Linked DNA regions of Ovis aries: region 1 is linked to region 2. A link is a contact called in public Hi-C data. All regions are on one chromosome and are shown on one strand. The core of a region is the stretch at or near the end of the contact, and the rest is flanking DNA. Distances in the headings are between cores, read along the strand shown.

Region 1 (6,491 bases), core at 1,016-3,515, 94 kb before region 2:
TGATCGAACTAAAATCGAACTGAAATCCCACATGCTACAGAGCAACTAAGCCCAAGTCCACAACTAGAGAGAAGCCCAAGTGCCACAACTAAGACCCAACCAAAAAAAAAAAAATACTAGAGTGGGTTGCCATTTCCTCCTCTGCTGCATCTTCCCAACCCAGGGATCGGACTAGCGTCTCCTGCGTTAGCAGGCAGATTCTTGACCACTGAGCCACCTTGGAATCCCTTCCCCAATTTGTCATTGATAAAGAAATGCTGATTGGGATTTCTCTGGCAGTCCAGTGGTTAAGACTTCGACTTCCAAAGCTGGGGGTACAGATTCAATCCTGGTCAGGAGCTAAGATCCCACATGCCTTGCAGCCAAAAATAACCATAAAACAGAAGCAATATTGTACCAAATTCAATATTGACTTTTAAAATGGTCCACATTTTTTAAAAATCTTTAAATTAAAAAAAGGAAAGAAATGCTGATGACCAAGGAGGCATGGTACAGGAAGGGGTATCAGGACTTTTGCTCTATGCAGAGCTGCCCTGGGATGGGCTGTAAGGTCTCACCCTCCTCTGATGGGTGAGGCTGCCCCTCAGGGACTCCACAGCTGGTGGCCTCACCCTCCATTGTGCAGTGATACTTGGAGGCGAAGCCTGTTGTTCTGAGAACACAGATTTGCCTCCCGCTTTCTACACCATGGTCACAGTTCACAGACATTCCGACCCTGGATGGCCGGTCCTCAAGGCCTTTGCTCCTTTCTTTCTGAACTTCTCCACCCGCTGAAACCACAGCCTTCCCACAGGCTTAGCACAAGTCACCACCTCCTCTAAGAGATGAGACCCTCTTGGCACCCTCCCTCCTTGCTCACAGGCATCAGCCCTGACCTTTGTACTGTTTCAGTGGTCCAGGGCTGTGGTATGGTCCCACCGCCATAACATCTGACAGTTACCACCCTCAGACTGGGCAAGATGAAGGACCAGGAGTCAAGGTGCCAGGCACATGGGCACAAGATTCTGGGTACCTGGGACCTCAGGACTCCGTGCCCAACAGATTCTGAACCCGATTTTGTTAGTCTATCCTTCTGGGGGTAGTCTGTACCACCACTGTGCACACTCAAGCAGTGACCCCTTAAACAGCAGCCGTTTACTTGAGGACATGTGTGAGATAGGGCTTCTCTTGTGGCTCAGCTGGTAACGAATCCGCCTGCAATTCAGGAGACCTGGATTCAATCCCTGGGTTGGGAAGATCCCCTGGAGAAGGGAAAGGCTACCTACTCCAGTATTCTGGCCTAGAGAATTCCATGGACTGTATAGTCCATGGGGTCACAAAGAGCAACTTTCACTAAATGGACTTAATGGACACTTAATGTGTGAAAGGGCCCTTGTGGTGTGCAATGGACACAGGCAAGGAAGAAGAGGGAAACCATGCCACAGCCCTTGAGCAGGGGAACTCTCTCTGCCACCACGTCCCAGGTAGTGGTGCACAAATGTCTGCTAATAAAGCCCATGTGAGAATTGGGGGAACACGACAACTATAGAAAAAGACTGGGGCACACGACAGCCTTGGCCCGACCCCAGCTTTTTCTCTGACTTATTCTGTGGTCTCAGGACAGATAACCCCGCTTCCTATGCCTTACAGTACTTGAAACTATTCCATAATCTAGTCCAGACCAGTATTCTTCAAGTAAGTAAACTGAGGCCCACAAAGGTTAAGTGACCTGCTCCCCGGGGTGACAGTGAAGGGGAGGTGGAACTAGGACCCAGTCCTCCTGCCTCCCAGTCCCTGGGTTATTCTGGCACCCTAGTGAGACTGGAATGCCATGGATCCCCATCCCCCTGGCCACTCCTGTGCTCGGGGAAGGGGGAAAAGAGGAGGGAGCCACTCCCCTTCTCCCCAGGCACCTCTAAACTGCCTCCGCTGAAACCTTTCTACGGCTCCAGCATTTAACTCCTTTGTTCTCTTTGAGCAAATCAGCCTACTTCCTCTCACTTCCAATTTTCCAATGGAAACTCAGCTCTTAGGGGCTTGGTTAGTTAGATCAGCCTGTGCTCAGGGGCCGCGGTTCTGGAATTGGGGGGAGGGGAGGAGCAGAGGAAACTGTGCCTTCATTCTGCTGACTGCCGGTGGACTGACGTCGCCCCAACTGCAGGCCCAGACATAGTCAGGGTGCTCGCACGCCTTTCTATCCTCCCCAGGGCGGAGGGCGTGCCACCGCTCTAATGGAGGTGCAAGTAGGCAGCGAGTCACATGTCTGGACGTTTCGGCCTAGTCCCTCCTTCCATCCCTCCCTCCCCGGGCGTTGGAGAACTAGTTCAGCTCGCTAACCTCGGTTAGCAACCACTCGTGACACGGTGGGGGTTTTTTCCCCTTAAGGTCACGTCCTTGCGAAACCTCTACAGCTCCCGCCCGCAACCACCGGCCCAACCCCCACCCCTCCGGGAACGAAGAGGCGGAGCCGCCGGGCGCTGAGCCCCGCCCCCGCCAAGCCCCGCCCCATCCACTGCAGTCGCCAGGGGGCGCTGAGGCTCCGGTTCCGGGCAGGGCGGCTCCCACTCCTCGGCCCCGCGCCCCCGCGGGCCACTCTCACCAGCTCGGCGAGGCGGGGTGGGGGCCCGGGAAAGTCCCAGGGCGCGTCTGTGCCGGAAACGTTAGTCATGCACCTGGAGCCGCAGAATATCCGGCTGGAAGGGATGCCAGGGCGAGGGCTTGACTTGTCAAAGGTCACACCCTGAGGAAGGTCTCCAGAGCCTTGCCCTCCTGACCCCGCCTTGTAACTCTGATGGTGCCTGGTACCGTGTTTGCTCATCTGTAAATAAGAGCTGGCTCAGGATCCCTTCCTGCTGTATCACTCAGCAAATGCTGCCCACTGCCCAAAGATACACCTCCTTGGAGCCTCTTTTACATTGCATCAGAAAGTGAAGTCGCTCAGTTGTGTCCAACTCTTTGCGACCCCATGGACTGTAGTCTTATCAGGCTCCTCCGTCCATGGGATTTTCCAGGCAATAGTACTGGAGTGGGTTGCCATCAAAAAGTAGATCTCTTCATTTCCCAGTAAAAGGGGCCAGAGCTCCTTGAAGGAGTCTGTTTGCAGGTCTGGGGCAGGCAAAGTACATGATCCTGGAACATCTCATTATTTCAGAAGACAAGGCATCAGAAATATTTGAGTAGAAGGAAAGTTGAGTGGTTCCACTGGCCAAAGATGGGCCAATAAGAATAGTGACTGTAAAATGAAATAAACAGTTTTGTTAAATCCTGACTTTGGAAGTTACTAGGGCGTTTTTCTCCAAGGTGATAACTAAAGGGAAAGAATCAAGCATTTATCTTGCCTTTTCTTTTATGGGCTGTATTTCAGGATAACCAAATATGCTAGTTGATGGGAGAATATGTTTCCTTTATAAAAGAATCACAGCTAATAAATGCAGAAGTGATAGAAGGAGGAAATCACTATATTGCAATGAAATCATGCATCCTACGGATCCTTCTCAAACATTCCCCCAAATGCCCCCCAGACATTAGGGACCTTTTGATATGATATAATAGAAAATACACAGCTCTACCACTGAAGTTTGGAACAGAAAAAAAGAACCTGAAGCTAATCAAGCCTTCAGATCTAGCTACCATTTAAAGGAATGTGAAGGATGGAGAAGTATGTTAAAAGACTCCAAAGATACAATAAGCTAAATATATAGACTGTGGAAAGTTCGACAGGAGAAATGAGCCAGTTTTCCCAATAAATTAATGGAGAGGGGGAACAAAGGAAAAGAAGGGAGACCTGTTAAGTAAAAGAGACTTAAGAGATAATAGTCAATGGAAGTTCCCTGCTGGTCTAGTGGTTAGGATTCTGGGCTTTCACTGCCATGGCCCGGGGTTCAATCCCTGGTTGGGGAACTGAGATTCCTCCAAGCTGTGGGGTACGGCCAAAAATGAAAAGGAGATAGTAGTCAATGCAATTTTGGGACAATTTTCAAACAATCAGTAGAAACTGAATACAGACTATTATATAATATTAAAGAATTACTTTTCTGTTGGGTGTGATAATGGCATTATGGTTCTATTTTTTAAATTCTTATACATTAGGAAAAAATATAGAAGTATTTATGGTGAAATAGGATATCTGGGATTTGCTTTGAAATACTCCCACAAAACAAGTGGCGGGGGAGAATTGAAATAAAAATAGCAGAAAGTTGATAAGTGTGGAAACTGAGTAATGAATACACGGGGGTGTCTCTACTTTTGCGTGTGTTTGAAATTTTTTCATAATAGCTTTTAAAAAGTATGCTCTTCATTTGGCTCTTTTCAGATATACAGATAAATATATCTGGTGGGAAGAAAATTTTGCATTTTTCTCTACATTTCCTTCTATGCATTCCTATCAACTTCCCTACATTTCCTTCATTGAAAATGAAAACAATCTATAAAACATGGAATAATTGGCAATTATGGCTTCCTTTTCTGATCTAGCACAGTTTCATACATAACCCAGAATTCAAAATGGTTAAACTATGGAGGAAACTGAGACTCAGAACTTCTGAGCTGTATAATCCCTTTGATTTTTGGTTTTCTTGGGTTTTTCGTTTGTTTAGATAACCTTAGGAGGCAGCTTATAATAAGTAATATTGAACTCCCAAATGTTCTGTTTTGGTTCAAGTGTCTAGCGCGTCAAGATGGGAACCATTTTGTGTTTCTCACCTAAAGCTTGTGGGTGTAAGTTCTTGGTCAAGCAAAGGAGAAAGGTTGAGCTTCACTGCTGAACTGCAAGGAAGCGGCTTTATTCTACTCTCAAACAGGACCCTTCTCTTTGTGTTTCACTTTCCTCTTTTGTAAAATGGAGCTGTTTTACTTCTTCCTAGTAGAGTTATAAGAGCTAATTAAAGCCTGTGGAAGCACTTTTAGAGATCCTAAGATGTACGGTGCTTGAGAAGTGAAAACTATCATTAATATATTTTAATCATCACGTTAAATACCCACATAGACACACCCACCTCTTCTCCATTCAGGCAGATTTTTGCGAAGGGGTAATTAACAGTGATGATGTCATAACCACAGATGGCTGCTTTCATCCTGAAAGCTGCAAAGTTTCCAAATGCTTACTAACTCCTCATTAGACTTTTAAAACATATTAAATAAGTACAGAGTCCCCAAATCTGAGCGAAAGCATGCTGGCAACAGAAACCTTTTTCTTTGTAAACAGAGTAAATGAACATTGAAAGTAGCCATCTTTTTAGGTAAGCCTGCCAAAACCCGGAGGGCAGCAGTAACAAAATCAAATGCTGAGATTGCAAGTTTGGAAAAATCGACTTGACTGCTTCCCAAGAGATCTCCAGAGACGTGTACCTACTTTTTAAAGTCTTCACCAGGAGGTGAGGAGCCGAGTCCTGTTTTTTGGCACCTAGAAAGGGATGAGGGCAACTTTTCAGCCATTAAATGCCAAAGCCTCTAGGAAGCAGCTGACAAGCGATTTGCTAATGCAGACACCAGCTACAGTGATGCAGCTCTTTTGAAATTCTAATATAATGGTCTCAAATTCCCCTGTGATAGGAAGCCCCATGTCCTTTTCCAATGCCTACAGGGATTCATGGATAGTGGGGTGAGAGGGGTACATTTTACCTAGTGACTTCTGATTCTGATTTCTGGTTTGCTCAGAATTCTGTCACCCACACTTCACCTCTTGTTTTCTCTCCACTCCCTGTCAACCCTAACATGGAATAAAGCCCCTTGTCTTTGATGTCCCCAAAACTCCACTCAAGGCTGTTGTAAATGTGTAGCAGATTTTGGCTGAGGACTTGGAGAGTTTAAGACAGAATGTAGGTGGCTCTCATTCATACACTTGTAGAAGGAAGAGGGATCCCTTCCAGGGCCTGAGAGTGAGCTCTTGTCTAACACTCGGAAATGAATTGTCTGAGGAGATACACGTGCTGACAAAGCAAGAGACTTTATTGGGAAGGAGCTCCCAGGTGGAGAGCAGCGGGGTAAGGGAACTCAGGATAGTGCTCTGCCACTATCGCTTGCGTCTCAGGTTTTATGGTGATGGGGTTAGTTTCTGGGTTATCTCTGGCCAGTCATTCTGACTCAGGTGCGTGCATTGCTCAGTCAAGATGGATTCCAGCAAGAAGGATTCTGGGAAATTCGTAGGACATATGGATTAGCATCTCATCTCTCCTTTCAACCTTTCCTAAGACCTTTCCTAAACTCTTCCGGTTGGTGGTAGCTTGTTAATTCCGCATTCCTTACCAGGAGGGCCTCCAGTTTAAGATAATTCATGCAAATTGTTACTATGGTGCCTGGCCAACTGTTTGTGACCCGGTGGACTGTAGCCCACCAGGCTCCTCTGTCCATGGAATTCTCCAGGCAAGAATATTGGAGTGAGCTGCCATTCCTTTTTCCAAGGGATCTTCCCGACCCAGGGATCAAACCCAGGTCTCCTGCATTGCAAGCAGATTCTTTACCGTCTGAGCCAACAGGGAAGCCCCTTTTCACTTTCATGCTGCCTGGCGAGGGCA
Region 2 (6,233 bases), core at 3,451-5,950:
AGTAAGCCCTAGTATCTGAAATTATTCTGACAGTAGGAGAAAAGAGCAGAGTGTTCAGACTTCGAGGTGTCTCACTTTCCCTAAGCTCCAATTTCTAAATGCAGCAATCATTAAGTATACCAAGTTGCTCAAAAAACTTACCTTTAGTAGCTTCTCTGTTCCTTAAGTGAGGAGGAATATAGCGCCCTTCTAAAAGAAATGACAAAGTTAAATTTCACATTCCAAAAAACTTTAAAGCTTTTTATTGAAGTTTGTGATGCTAAAAAAGTCCTGGAAAGAAAAAATTTAAATCTCTAGTCTTCTAGTCTGGTCTATTTTAAATGAGTTACTGCTTTAATAAGATGAATTTTAAAAGGGGAAGAACAGATTTGAATTGAATTGGAACCTAATAGTTGAAATCTACGAATAAATTTAATTTGCCACTAGTGGCCAATTTAACACACTATTTTTAAAAAGTCTGCTGAGATTTCAGAGAATTGTCATAAATAACAAGAGTTGCAACATTGTTACTACAATAATCTAGCAAAGACAACAAAAATATTAACAAGTCTCTCATGGAGCATAAGTACTACTGTAACAATCTAAAAAGTAACAAATCGTGTATCTAGTCACTAAGAAGCTTTTTTGTTCCTGCTCTGGTTAAATCCAAAACATATGTACATATGTAATATGGGAAAAGCTGCAGAGTGAAATGATTTCAAGGAATTGTGGGTTTTGACACTTGCACTGTTTAAGGAAAGTCAACTGTTGTTCTATATGCAAATAAAAACACAGCCTAGACTATGAGTGAGAACAAAAGCAAGAAATATATATCCAACTAATAACATCAACTTGCTTTATTACTAGTTAATCTGCAATTTAACCTCTTCACTTCTGGGCTGAATTAAAGATCTCCATTAGAATGGTCAATTACTAAAAGATTCTTAGCCTGACAAAGTGAAATTTAAAACAAATACCAAGTAACTGTGCCCAGTGAGGCCCTTCCTGCCTAAAAATAAACATCCCTTAACTATGCAATAAACAGAGCTTGAAGAAACAGTGCTTTCAGCCCTTAACACATTCAATATACATACTACATTTTTTCTTTCAGTTAATTCAATAGTAGAGATCTGAGCTGAAGCAGGTCTACTGCCAATAATAAACCAAGAGCCCCCCCTACACCTTAGTCTTTACCATGTCTCAAAAAAACCCTTTCAAGAGAAAATAACAAAAAAAACCCAAAAACTTCTTCTCAGGAAAAAAAAAAAAAAATTCAGCATTTAAAATCCTGACCACCACTTTGAGATTCATTATAGCCTTGTTCTATTAGTAATCCTCATGTTCTTCATGGGAAAGGAGTGGCTGTACCTGATGTATGTGAATATGTGAATATTCTCTTTATTCAGTTTAATTCCAGTAAATTCACTCTTAATAGTGAAATAAACACTCCTACCACCTTTAAGCTGTGTTCAGGATTCATAATGGACATAATCAAACTCTGTAATTTGTGTGTTGTATAAGGTCCTTAACAATTGTTTCACTCAAGAAAACTACTCGTTATCAAAAGACCACACTACCCACATTCTTTACACAGTAAAAACTGGAAGGGAAATTCCTAAATTTTAAATAAATCCAATGAAACATTAAGTTATTATAGTTCTAATACTCAGTAACATAACATTGTAAATCAACTATATTCCGACAATTTTTTTTAAAAGCTCTAACATTCAGTAAATGCATAAAATATTTTACTTACTGCTGGCTGTACTTCCTCCACTCTGATTATCTGAAGAGTTCAGGTCTAGGCCAGCAAACTAGAAGAGAGTTAAATTTTGGTTAGCAGCCCATGCGCAGAAACATTACACTAAAGGAAAACTTAGTGGAACTCTTAAGGAGAATGTGACTAAGAACGTGAGCAAACGCAAAATACTACAGTACTACAGTTTACACTGCAGAAGGTACCTAATCAAGATGGTGGCGCTATCCAGGAGAAACCGGGTCCAAATTCATAATCAAAATGAATTTTCCCTGTAACTTTTTCCATTGTAAAAGTTCAAAAAATTTAAATTATTTCAAAATGTCAAGTAGTCAGTGGATTCATTTTAGCTCCAAATATTTGGAGATAAATGTTTTCTACTGGGAATTATTCTAAACCTACAGAGCACACCTGAAAAATATTCAGAACAAAACTTGTATTGACCATTTCTCAGCTTTCATTTCTAAATACTGCAACTAGAGTAGCACTCTTCAGAACAAAAATTTACAATATAACCACTACACAACCATATTAAGTAGGTATCTATTTATTTTTCCATTTTCACAGTGAAGCTGAGAACACTTTGGACATAAATGGCACATTTTACTGCCTTTCATCTCCATTTCTACCCATCCCTTTACACTGGTAACTTAAAAGCCTCAACATTCTAAAAAAAAAGCGCTTCATCGAATTCTGTGATGACTAAACAAACTATTTACAAAGCAACGAGGAGAAAACTATGTACCAAAAGCAGTATTTCATTAAAAAAAAAATTTAACCAGCCACACGGCACTATTGCCACGTGTTTCCAATAAACCACAACGTTTAAGTCCTGTTAAAAGCTTAAAATTGTATACTGTAAAGTTGCAAGCATCAATGTAATCACTGAAAACTGGAAGATGCTAAATCTTAAAGAAAAAATGAATACGGTAACACTTTGGAGGCAGCTCGTTTCCTAACTTCTATTAACAAAACGCTGCGGTGCTTTCTCTGCACGATTGTCTCAGCAACAGACTAATACTTTAAGGCACAAAAACTTCCTTTTTGTTCTTATTGCAGTACGTTTTGTTATTAATTTTACACTTGGCAAAATGAACTACGTGGAGCACTTTAAATGCTACTGTAAATTGCTAGGGTGACATTAATGCAATTTTCTCATTTGTGAATTTGCTTGCTGCTTAATTCTAACGACTGTGTATATTTTTTTCCAATTATTTCGATTTCAAGTTTTATTCCTGCTTATAATCTTAAATAGGTGCCGGCACCACCTATATGTTCAATTTAAAAACTGGGGACCGGCCATGTTCTTGATCAGATTTTTTTTTATGTCTCTGCTCCATTTAACACGGAACATGTCAGCATTTGGAAGCTTTATTCCGATTCATTAATGGAAAAAATGCTCTCCCCCAAACAGATAGCCGAGTTCCTATAAAACACTATACACGACTGAAAATCTATTAACAATTCATTTGTGTCACTCAAGTTCGTTTCAGAATTCTGGAGCTCGCGATAAGCAGAAGTTTACTTAAAAGCAACAAAACATCGATTGAAGAGCTTCTCTGAAGCGTGGTGCCACTGTTGCTGAGGGATGCAGACTTCTGCCATCTCCGCCCAGAACCCCTCCTCTGCGATCACGCGCCCTCCCGTCCTCTACCTCTAAACCCTTACAAGAGGGGCTCCAATTAAGACAAACCCGGGGCCCCTGACTGATTTCGAAATTTTCAGTCCACAAGCAGCAACAAGTCACCAACAAAATTCCTTATTTCTTCCCAAGCCACATTCCTGGCGTTTTTTCCCAGGCCGAGCCCCGCACCAAACGTCCCCAACCTGAGGACACTGGTACACTCCGTGGTACCTCCCAAAACGACGCGTGGCTCGGAAGAAAACCTCCACACTCACTATTGCGACCACGTGAGGCGGAGCCGGCCGTGCCGGGTCGCTAACCTCCTCGCCGCGTTCCACCTCGATCTCCAGAGCCCGGCGCCACCGCGCACGCAGCGGCCCATTCCTCCCTCCTCTCCATCCCTCCCCCCCCCCACTCCTCCTCGAATCTTCTGCGTCACAAAACTTTCCACTCCGGAAACGCGGCCTCGCGGGCCACGGACCCGAGGCTGCGGAAACCGGGCTGGAACGAAAAAAAAGCCCCGGGGAAGGAAGCCCAGGAAGAACAAGATGCCCATCCATCCCTGTTTCCGGGCCCTCGGCGGCCCGTCTTCCCCCGTTCGGGGGGCGCAGCGCCGCCCAGCCACCCGACACCACACAAAGGAGGCCGCCGCCATTACCCCGAGCGAAGGCCACCCCCCGCACCGCCCCCTCCCACATTCCAGGGCCGCTTTCCACCGCCCGCTCACACGCGCGTGCACACACAGACACGCCAACGCCGCCTGGGTCTCCGACAAGAATCCGAGCCGCGCACGCCCGAACTCTCAGGGCCATAAAGGTCCCCTTTCGCGAACCTCCGCGCCGCGCCCCTCCCCCCCCCGCAACACCCATGGGTCACAAGTCAAGTCGAGGTTCGCGCGTGCGCGCCTCCGCGAGAACGCGCGCCCCCTCCCCCTCCGCCCGCCTGCGCACGCACACACAAAAGCCGCCATTGTGCTCTGCCCGGGGACAATACCGCCGGCCAAGCTGGGGCCCCTGCGACAGCCACAATCAGCATTCCGGTCACCTTCCCGTTCCCCCACAGCCCCGGGACACTGACACTCGCTAGCCTGAGGGACCCAGAAAATGGGAACTGAGGGTACCAGGTAGCACTGCGCCACAAACCAGGTTAGATCGGGGGAGGGATTCCTGCAGCAACAATCCCGGTAGGCTCCTTGCGGCTCACCTGCTGGTCCAGCCCGAGCGCATTTTCCACCGCCACATGACTCATCCCTGAAGAGTACCGAGAACTCGGAGTCTTCCGCTGCTGAGCTAATGTGTTGGGTTCACCGCGAAGGTCCTCTCACGGGAGAACTGCGGCTCTGAAATGCACGGCGCGGCCACGGATCTAATATACCCGCTCAAGTGACTGCTACGTCAGCACGTACGACGTGTGCCCTCCCTCTCACACCCGCACTCCTCCCGCCGCTACGACTTTTGCCTAGCTACTGCGCGCTCGTTTAGTCCTAACCTCGCGGGATTTCCTAGTCGGTGGCGTCTGCGCCTCGTCGTCCTACCTTGGCACTCAGCGCTAAATGCTGTCCTAGATCGCTTGAGTGCCACTTCCCCTGTCCTCCGCTATTACCTTTTCTCAGGACTGGGAGGTCTCGAGATCTCGCGAGACCTCATCCCCTCCCGTTTTCCGCCAGCTGTGAGACCTTAAAATATAATCTAGACCTTTTTCCCCTTTTTTTCCCAACCTCCTCAGTTTTCACTGTTCCTTTCTTTCTAGGGAGCACTCTTTCCTTCTCTCTCCGTCCCCTAGACTTTGAAAGGTTGTGCGATTTCTCCAAACTAATCAGCCCATGTATTTTCCCGGGCAGAAGCCCCGAAATCCAAGTTTGGCAATGAGGGGCCCGAAGCCCAGGGGACAGCGGGTCACGTGACCGCAGGTGCCAAATGCGGAGGCCATTTTGTGGAGCAGGAAACCGTGGTTTTAAATAGAGTGCTCGGAATCGGGGGGAGGAGGGGAAAGAGGGAGGGAGGAGACGGGAAGAGGAGAAGGGGGGAGGGGGAAAAGAGAGGAAGGAGGAGGGAAGAGGGCGTGATGGTGATGGGGCGTGGGGGGGAGGGAGAAGTGGAGGGGCGCTGGCGGCGCGCGCGGGTGGTGGGACACTAGTTGCCTAGGCAGCGGGTGCGCCGCCTAGGAATGCCATAGCCCCTTGGTTCCCACACACACCTCCGACTCCCCCACCAAGAGAGCGCGCTCTAGCGCGCGCGTCCCCGCTCCCCGCAGTTAAGAAACAATGAGACAATCGGGCTGAACACGAGCGGGAGGTAGCGCACCCTCTTGGGACCCCCGCCCTTCGCCGGCACCACAGCTCCGTTAGGCCGCAGGTTTCCTATTGTGGGGCGTCCAGCGGCTCAGGGCCGATGGCCACCACCGGCGCGGTGCTGCTTCCCTCAAAGCCAGAGGACTCGGGATGGAGAGCCGTTCTCCTAGGGAGTCGGAGGCGTTTGTGGTTGGGCGCAATCTGGGCCTGCCGAAGAAAGTCTACCGCATCATCGGCCTGGGTTCAGGGTGACCCCGGGCCACTGCGGTGAATGGGGAATTGCCGGAATGGGTCGGAGGCACCCCTTATGCTCCCCCCTCCTAAGCAGGCGACCTCCGGTCCCAACCTCAGTGCCACAGAACCTTAAATAGAAGAAAATGTGTTGACTAGTGAATCCCTGGCTTTAAGCGAGCGGCGGCACATATATGGTTTTTAGAAACGTTTTTCTCTCTTTTCTGACCCTCAGCCTGACAGAATTAAATAATATACAGGGTTTCCAACCATCCCCCAAAGGATCTGCTGCTGCCAGAATTCAAACAGCTCGTTCACATCACGTACTTTACCACTTTGCTTTTCTCTTCCAA

Evidence for each region. Hi-C and Micro-C count contacts between places; a contact is called where the count stands out from the background.
Region 1: a Hi-C map of hypothalamus shows a contact between it and region 2, with 7 times the contacts expected there. The contact joins the enhancer-like site here to the promoter of DDX3X in region 2. A contact is called at or near these places in 8 of 16 Hi-C or Micro-C datasets (blood, hypothalamus, liver and 3 more).

The regions. Positions count from the first base shown.
Region 1 is chrX:40,653,230-40,659,720 of ARS-UI_Ramb_v3.0, reverse strand. No RefSeq gene overlaps it. Among named protein-coding and RNA genes, the nearest start is that of NYX, 21 kb to the left of the region's middle. Within about 2 kb of position 2,265, at least 41 of the 54 cell types and tissues checked have an H3K27ac peak or open chromatin away from gene starts, as enhancers often do. A contact at or near this core is called in hypothalamus and liver, where this site is marked.
Region 2 is chrX:40,562,146-40,568,378 of ARS-UI_Ramb_v3.0, reverse strand. DDX3X (DEAD-box helicase 3 X-linked) reads right to left here and starts at 4,700. Exons shown (of 17, transcript XM_060407509.1): 1 at 4,563-4,700; 2 at 1,736-1,793; 3 at 142-186. The coding sequence starts at 4,607.